Regions from separate parts of the Mus musculus genome. Here all the other regions are linked to region 2. The links are chromatin contacts, called in public HiChIP or PLAC-seq maps. All regions are on one chromosome and are shown on one strand. The core of a region is the stretch at or near the end of the contact, and the rest is flanking DNA. Distances in the headings are between cores, read along the strand shown.

Region 1 (2,700 bases), core at 131-2,630, 230 kb after region 2:
ACCACCAAGTCCTCTCTCCAGCCCCATAAAAAATGGCTTTTCAATCGCAATGTGACTGCTGTTTTTGTGTGAGTTGGAAATGCCACCTGACCCTTCTGAGACGTCTCCCCTGTGTCCTGGTTCCCATTCTGTGGTCTCACTAGTCATGCTGATTAATGGCTACGGAAGGTCCAGTTAAGGGGTCTGCTGTCTAGTAATGCCAGCATCCATCAGTGTCATGGGGGTGGGGGTGTGTGTGAGAGGGCTCCTGCTGCTTCTCTGGGAACATTGCTTCTGCTGTTGGTTCTTCATTGCCCCACACTCCACACAGCCCAGGCAGCCTGCCTGGCTCTGCTGAGAACCTGGGCTTTATGTGTAGCCTGGCTGTTACAAGCAAGGGCCAGCCATAGATCTCAACCTGGCCAGAAGCTGAGTGAATGATGGACTCGGAGTTGATCCTGTGACATGACCTCCTACCACCAAAGACACCCAAACAGGAATCCATACACTCAACGAGTCACTTGGGTTGGGTCAGGTGGGTTCTCTCTGCCCCAGAATGTCCACAGAACAGGGATCCCTGAAAAATGAGGCCTTTGCCTCCTGCTCCAGTCCCAACCTACTGGCCTGCCGTCCCACTGAGCATCTAGGCAGGCTGCTTATTGTAGGCAGCTGTATTCCCTGTAGAGGCCCATCGGGCAAGAATAACTGCCATCCCATCTTTGCAGTAGCAGATTGTTTTGAATGATACTTGGGGGGGTTGCCATGGTTACACATCCTATTGGTCTGTCACCTTCACTGTCCTCAGGAGCACACCCCCTCCCTTATCCAAGCTGCAGTCAGTTCTACCTTCACGTGGCTATTTGTGGCTCTTCCTGGCTATCCCCTGTGCCTTCTTGACTGGTGTTTTTGCACTGGAGGCCCTGCTATCTCAAATCCAATTCAGGGATGTTTGGTTAGAGCTTCCAGCCTTGGCCATGAATAGGGAACCTGGGGCTTCGTTGCTGGAACAGTGCAAATAAGGACAAGTGTGTCTACTGAAAGCAGCTCCAGCTCAGGAGAAAGTATGATGGGAGCAACTGGACCTTGACATTCTGGGGATGGGTCACAGACCTATTTTTAGTAGAAAGAAAGTATCCTAGGGAAGGTAATAAAACAGGCTGCCTAAGAGGGTATTGGGTGCTGCAGGCTGCCAGCTATGGCCTACTGGGAGAAGCTTCTGCCGCACGTGGTGCAAGAGCTGGACGCAGGCAGTGGTTCTGGGTCGAGCTGTTCGGTGGGGGACGATCTACCCAGGCAGTGCGTCGAGTTGGGGCCGCGCGTGCGCGTGCAGGATATGCGCGTACTCTGGCTGTGTGCGCGCTGGGCTGGCATCTCGGTGACGCTGTCTGAGCTCGGGGAGCGCAGAGCAGAGCAGGCGGAGCGGGCCGGCCGGGGCGGAGCGGAGCGGTCCGCAGAGCAGCCCCTCCCGGCCTCGGCCGACCCCGGCCCTCGGCCCGGCTCTATGGACAGGAGCTCGCTGCTGCAGCTCATTCAGGAGCAGGTGCGTGGTGGGTGGGAGCTGGCACTGCCTTGGCGCCCTTCCAGCCGGTGAGGGGTTCGGGGGAGGGACCATGCTCGCAGAAGGCCCAGGCAGCCGCCTCCCAAACCCCCCTCCCTGCACGACCTTGGTCTCTGAGACTCCCGACCCCAAGAAAGGTCTGGCTTCATCGGGTTTCCACGGAAAGCTGGGGATGGAGGGTGGTGGTCCTTGGACCTAGGTCCTTCCCCTTTCTAGGACTGGTAGAGCGAATATGAGGTGGTAGAACAGCCAAACCAGGCACCTTGCCCTGCCAGGGCCTGGGAACAAGCTGGTTCTAGCAAACAGGCACTGACTGGCACAAAGGTCCAGCCTTCCTAGCCAGCCTAGCTCAGCCCTGTGGCTGGGAGTTGGCCCACCCTCTACTCCCCCACCACAGCAGCTGGATCCTGAGAACACAGGCTTCATCGGTGCGGACACCTTCGCTGGTCTGGTACACAGCCATGAGCTGCCCCTGGACCCCACCAAGTTGGACATGTTGGTGGCTCTGGCTCAGAGCAACGAGCGGGGCCAGGTCTGCTACCAGGAGCTGGTGGACCTGGTCAGTGCCATGGTGTGTGGGCAGCAGGGGAGGGCCCAGGCCTGGTCAAGCGCAGCACCCTGACCAAAGCTGGGTGGGCACACAGCTTTTTACTGGGTAGGGCTTACAGACCTGGGCAGTGTGGAAGACCCTCAGACCATTAGCAGCCACACAGCCAAGTAAGGTAGGGTTCCACAGGAACAATACTGTCACCTACACTAAGGTTCCTGCCCTTCAGATCAGCAGCAAGCGTTCCAGCAGCTTCAAGAGAGCCATTGCTAACGGACAGCGGGCACTGCCCCGAGACGGACTGCTAGATGAGCCAGGCCTGAGTGTCTACAAGCGGTTTGTGCGCTATGTGGCCTACGAGATCCTGCCCTGCGAGGTGGACCGCCGCTGGTACTTCTACAGGCACCGCACCTGCCCACCCCCTGTGTTCATGGCCTCGGTCACTCTTGCCCAGGTGGGCCTGCCTACACATTGCCCTGGGGCCTCCTGAGTCCCTAGTCTTGACCAGCCCTAACACTAGTGTCCCCAGATCATCGTGTTCCTGTGCTACGGGGCACGTCTCAACAAGTGGGTGCTCCAGACCTACCACCCTGAATATATGAAGAGCCCTCTGGTG
Region 2 (2,700 bases), core at 45-2,544:
TGGTCTGAGCCAGGAGGTGTGCATTCTCTACACACTGGTTCTATTTGGGCACACAAATGCTGGAAGTCATAAATATTTTTCTTAGTTTTGGCACACAACAGGAACACCTGGCTCCTCAGAAAACTGATCTTGACTGAGAACACCAAAGGACAGGTGGATACTTACCATGACACACTAAATAGAAAGGTTGGCACTCACTGGAACTGCATGTGAGAATGTTTGTCAGTCAAAGGGAATTTCCAGTCCTTGCATTAGATAGAGGGGACTTTATTCTTTCAATATATATATTCCTCACAAAAGCATTCAGTTCTTACAGGAAAATAGGACTACATTTTAGGGAGGGAGCACATCACCTTCCTTTTTCCCAGCTGCTGGAAGTCTCCTATAATATGCTGGGAGTTTTGCTTGGGGATGACTCAGTAGATTAGCTGGCTGTACACCTGGAAACGGAGTTCAGTTTTCAGCTTTTGCCAAAACTGCTTATGAAACCATACTTGTCCATGGTGCCCACGAGTGTACAATTGGTTCATAGTTTCCCCTGGCTAAATGGCTAAATTTAGTTCTTGACTAGATGCACCTCATTGCTTCCAACTGGCTTAGTCAACTGCTCCGCATCTCTGAGCACGACCCTTTGATGATGATAACGGCATTAGTTAGCAATAAAGAGATAAGCGCTGTTTATGTAATTTAAAAACATGTTCAGAGCAGGGTTGTTTGGGCCAGTCTACAATCCATGGCGGCAGGATTAGGAGTTAAAGGTAGCGTGGGCTGCACAAGTTCCTGTTTCAAAAAGATACCAAACAACATATCAAAGTAAAACAACATCTGTGCCTCTTTATTTTACTGTGCGCTCCTGTGGATGAATGTGTGAGCCCCTTAGATCCTGTCCTTGTGTGAGAGACTTTGGATAATTCCTTACCTGGTGGGGCAATTCGAGCGCTCCTTCGCTCCTACTTGCTGCCAATTAATATTCTGGTTTGTACCACCAGTTTGTGAAGGAGTCACACAGAAGGGACTAGCGGCTTCTTTTGGGATATGCGAATGTTTTGTTCCCGTTCAGCAATAGTTTTCCAAAACCTATTCTCGGGCGCCTCTTCCTGCGACAGAACACTTCACTCATCCCACTCGCGCAAATCGTACGGAAAACTCGAATTGGGCAGAGCACCGTCGCCCCTAAGCTGTGCCCTCTTCGAACTCACCTTTATAGCAATCCATGGGGGCGTGATCAGGTTACACGGCGTGCTGACGTCACGCGCGACGGAGGGCGGGCCGGCGCCGGCGCCGGCGTCCCTCACTGGGTTCCTAAGCTCAGGCGCTCTGGCTTCATCCTCCGCTGCCCGGCCGGTGCCTGTCTCCCACCGTCCACTCCCCGCCACTGGGTCCTTACATCATCCGGACTGTGCCGCTGCCATGGGCCCGCGCCAGCCGCGCTGCGGGGCCGGGAGCCGCTAAGGTGCGGTGCGAAGATGGGCGAGGGCGGAGCAGGGCCCGAGCGCCAGCCTCAGCAGTCCGGGCGCCCCGCGCGCGCCCGCCCGCGTCGCCGCGGGGATGCCCGCGCCCGCCGCCGCGCCCTGAGCGCCTTTGTCTGCCTTCCGCGCCTTTCGTATCATCCCTAGTTTAGCCGGCGCCGGATCATGGAGCTGTGCCAGCCGACCTCCCTGTCAGACCACGACCAGCCAGCGTCTGGGCCCCAGCGTGGGGTCATGGGGCTGGTGGGGCCCGACGCTCCTCGCGGCTGGTCAGAAGAGCCCGAGGAACACGCCCAGCTTCAACGGTGGCCAGAGGGACCCAACGCGCCAATCTGCTGGCCCGAGGAGGTAGAGGAGCCTCACGCTCCTAGTCGCTGGGCCAAAGAGCCCAATGCCCCTCGCTGCTCGTCCCAGGAGCCCGATGAATCCTGTCACTTGGCAGAGGAGCTGGAGGAATCCGACTCCCCTCGCTGCTGGCCCCAGGAGCCAGACACACCGTGCCACTTGGCCAAGGAGTTGGAGGAACCCGACGCCCCTCGCTGCCTGCCCCAGGAGCCCGACACACCGTGCTACTTGGCCAAAGAGCTAGAGGAACCCAACATCCCTCGGTGCTGGCCCCAGGAGCCCGACGTGCCGTGCCACTTGGCCAAGGAGCTAGAGGAACCCGACGCCCCTCGCTGCTGGCCCCAGGAACCAGACGCATTCTGTCACTTGCTCAAGGAGGTGGAGGAACCTGATGCCCTTCGCTGCTGGCTTCAAGGGCCAGACGCACCGTGCCACTTGGCCAAGGAACTGGAGGACCTCGACTCCCCTCGCTGCTGGCCCCAGGAGCCCGACGAATCCTGTCACTTGGCTAAGGAGCTGGAGGAACCAGACGCACCGTGCCACTTAGCCAAAGAGCTGGAGGAACCCGACGCCCCTCGCTGCTGGCCCCAGGAGCCCGACGTGCCCTGTCTCTTGGCCAAAAAGTGGGAGGAATCCGACGCACCGTGCCTCTTGACGGAGGAGCTGGAAGAGCCTGACGCCCTTCACTGCTGGCCCCAGGAGTCAGAGGCACCGTGTTTGTTGGCCAAGGAGCTAGAAGAGCCTGATGCCTCTCACAGCTGTCCTCAGGAGGCGGACACAGGGTGCCTCTCGGCCAAGGAGCCAGAGGAGCCTGATGTCTCTCACCTGTGGCAGGGGGTACCCGATGCACCGTGCCTCTTGGTCAAGGAACCAGAGGAGGCCGATG
Region 3 (2,700 bases), core at 144-2,643, 180 kb before region 2:
GCAGTAAGGAAGTCGGGGAATGATACATAAAAGTAAAGGCAAAGTGGTATGTGACAAATTCTAAGGCTATCTGTGTACAGGACACAGTGCTGTGTAATAGTCAGGGAGAATATACTTCAGGATTGGCAAGCATCCAGGATTAATGTCGTGTCTTTTTACTGAAAATGTTTTCTTTCTAAACTACACTTTTAAAGTTACTTGTGGGAAAAAAGCAAACACTTTTTTGTTATAACAGCTTAGAAATTGGTTGTGACTCACGGCTCGATGAACATGAGGCTTTTCTGCAACTCCCTTGCAGATTGATGTAGGCAGGCAAAGATACACTGAACCTTTATAAATAAAATAGAGGGGCCACAATTGTTCAGTTTGTATGAAATAAAAATATGGGAAGCAATTCAAAAGCAACTCAACATACAAAGAAAGCTAAAAGCACGTATTGACCTATGAAATGGTGCAAAGAATCTGCACAGCCCTGTGAAATGTGCCAGTGTGAAATTACAACTTTATTACTTTAGTAAAAATGAAAACACAAACCACAGCAGGGATCTAGCTTTGCTAGGATGCAACTGCTTTTTCCTGAGACACCACCATGATCTTGCACGCCTCCTTACTGAACCAACTACCTAATGAATGCCGAGAGGTGACTAAACCGAGGCTAATCTGTGAGGCAGGGGAATGAAGGGAGGGAAGACTAGAAAAGTACGCGGAGGGAACCCACGTTAGAAATGCTCATTTGCGGCTCCCCGTGTAACCGTATGGAGCAAGAACGCCCGGGTTTTCGAAACCCGTCCAGCTCCTTCGGGGATCGCCTCTCCTCCGAAGAGTATCAGAGAAATTCCGCCACCCGGCAGCCAGCACCCCGGAGCCCGCGCTGGTTCCAGCCCTTCGCCGACGCTCCAGTTTGCCCGGCGGCGCCGAGCCGCCGTGCCGACCAAGAGGAACTCGCATGACGGAAAACGAGAAGGGGACAGAGCCCCACCGTCGGATCGGACTCTCAGGAAGGAGGCAGCCCGGACCAGTAGAACGCGGCGGCTGCGAGAGACTCGCAGGCCAAGCAGATCAGACAAAGGCCCCGAGCCTGGGGTCAGCAAGCAGGGGAGAAAAATGGCGCCCCGCGCAGACGCACGCTGTCACGGCCCTCACCTCAGGCTTCCAGGCGGCCTCGCCTTGCTCCCACCCCGCCCAGAGCCTGGGCCACCGCTCAGACTCACCGTCCCGAGCCGTGCCCATGAGCTGGTCCAACAGGGCCCGCATCTGCGCCTGGGCGGACATGGTGGCCAGTGGGGACGGCCGAGAAGCTCCGCACAACTCGACCAGAGAAGCCGCAAACAGCGACGAGGAAAGACGCTCCTATCAGCCTGAAGCCCGCACGGCGCTTTCCGGCCGCGGGGAATGCTGGGAGGAAGTTCTTTGGCGTTGATGCAAGGCCTGTCGGGAAGTGTACAGGAGTCGCTGAGTGGAACGGTCGCAAATCGTTCTAAAGACTAGATCAACTAAGCTTGATTTTGGCCGGTCGTGGTATGCCTGTAATCCCCAGGATCAGGCTTGAGTAGTTCAAGGCCAGCGTCCTGGGTGTCAGGCTACCCTGTGGAAGCGTGGTCTTTGTGAGACTAAGATCCTACCTCCTGTTTTTTTTTTTTAAAAAAAAAAAAAAAAAGGGCTGGAGAGACGGCTCAGCGGTTAAAGGCACAAACTGCTCTTCCAGAGGTCCTGAGTTCAGTTCCCACCACCATCTGTAATGGGGTCTGATAACCACTTCAGCTGTGTCTGAAGATAGCTACAGTGTACTCATATAAATAAAATAAATAGATCTTTATTTTAAAAAAAGACTAGATTAAAAACTCCACCACTAATTTTTATCCTGGTTCCTGAAACATCAAATTCTCTGCTCTAATGAGACTTTAGTCAAACAAATAAATTAAACTTGAGGCAAAGGCCTTTAATCCCAGCGCTGGGGAAGGCAGAGGCAGGCACATCTCTGAGTTAGAGACTAGCCTGATGGTACAGAGCAAGCTGCAGGATTGCCAGAGTTACACAGGGAAAAGCTGTCTCAAAAAACAAAACAAGGGGGCTGGCGAGATGGCTCAGTGGTTAAGAGCGCCTACTGCTCTTCCAAAGGTCCAGATTAACGAAATCTGATGCCCTCTTCTGGAGTGTCTGAAGACAGCTACAGGGTACTTACATATAATAATAAATCTTTAAAAAAAAAAAAACCTAATGATAAGTGAATTTCTAGGTTATATCTCAGTTCTTTTTGTTTGTGTAATATAGTCTCATGTTGTCCATGCTGACCTTGAACTTATTATGAAACCAAAGATGACTTGCATTCCTGACCCTCCCACTTTCCCTTCCTTACCAAGTGCTGCAATTACAAAAATGTGCAAATGTGCTTGCCTCCATTTCTTCTGTTGGAGACAGAGTCATACACACACACACACAGAGGCCAGGTTGGACTTGAACTTGCTATCCCTCTGCTGCTCAGCCTCCAGACCATTGAGATTATCAGCACATGCCATTACACTTGGTCCATTTCTTCATTTACTCTCTATAAAACTATATTGCTTATTTCAGTGAAAGTTGAAATGCTAAGTCATATTAATTACATGCTTATTTATTTATTTATTTTGTTACTCCCCCCCCACCCGCGCTCGACTTCTTCCTCTTGCTCCAGCCCCTAGGTTCTTTATTATTTGTTTTCAT

Evidence for each region. HiChIP or PLAC-seq counts read pairs in DNA pulled down with a chosen protein or histone mark.
Region 1: an H3K4me3 HiChIP or PLAC-seq map of embryonic stem cells shows a contact between it and region 2, with 13 read pairs. The contact joins the promoter of Rhbdl1 here to the promoter of Rab11fip3 in region 2. A contact is called at or near these places in 1 of 39 promoter capture datasets (neural stem cells), 1 of 484 Hi-C or Micro-C datasets (embryonic stem cells), 5 of 115 datasets of contacts at active chromatin or transcription factors (bone marrow-derived macrophages, embryonic stem cells and memory CD8 T cells) and 2 of 9 other capture datasets (adipose tissue and pancreatic islet).
Region 3: a contact with region 2 is called in an H3K4me3 HiChIP or PLAC-seq map of embryonic stem cells, with 17 read pairs. The contact joins the promoter of Luc7l here to the promoter of Rab11fip3 in region 2. A contact is called at or near these places in 2 of 484 Hi-C or Micro-C datasets (CD8 T cells and embryonic stem cells), 7 of 115 datasets of contacts at active chromatin or transcription factors (the SCID.adh cell line, embryonic stem cells and stem cell-derived neural progenitor cells) and 2 of 9 other capture datasets (liver and pancreatic islet).

The regions. Positions count from the first base shown.
Region 1 is chr17:25,835,807-25,838,506 of GRCm38.p6, reverse strand. It overlaps Rhbdl1 (rhomboid like 1), which reads left to right and starts at 1,380. Exons shown (of 8, transcript NM_144816.1): 1 at 1,380-1,519; 2 at 1,935-2,096; 3 at 2,314-2,538; 4 at 2,614-2,700. The coding sequence starts at 1,481. It overlaps Rhot2 (ras homolog family member T2), which reads left to right. Exons shown (of 19, transcript NM_145999.3): 19 at 1-50.
Region 2 is chr17:26,068,112-26,070,811 of GRCm38.p6, reverse strand. It overlaps Rab11fip3 (RAB11 family interacting protein 3 (class II)), which reads left to right and starts at 1,294. Exons shown (of 14, transcript NM_001162868.2): 1 at 1,294-2,700. The coding sequence starts at 1,635.
Region 3 is chr17:26,251,603-26,254,302 of GRCm38.p6, reverse strand. Luc7l (Luc7-like) reads right to left here and starts at 1,393. Exons shown (of 10, transcript NM_028190.3): 1 at 1,212-1,393. The coding sequence starts at 1,272.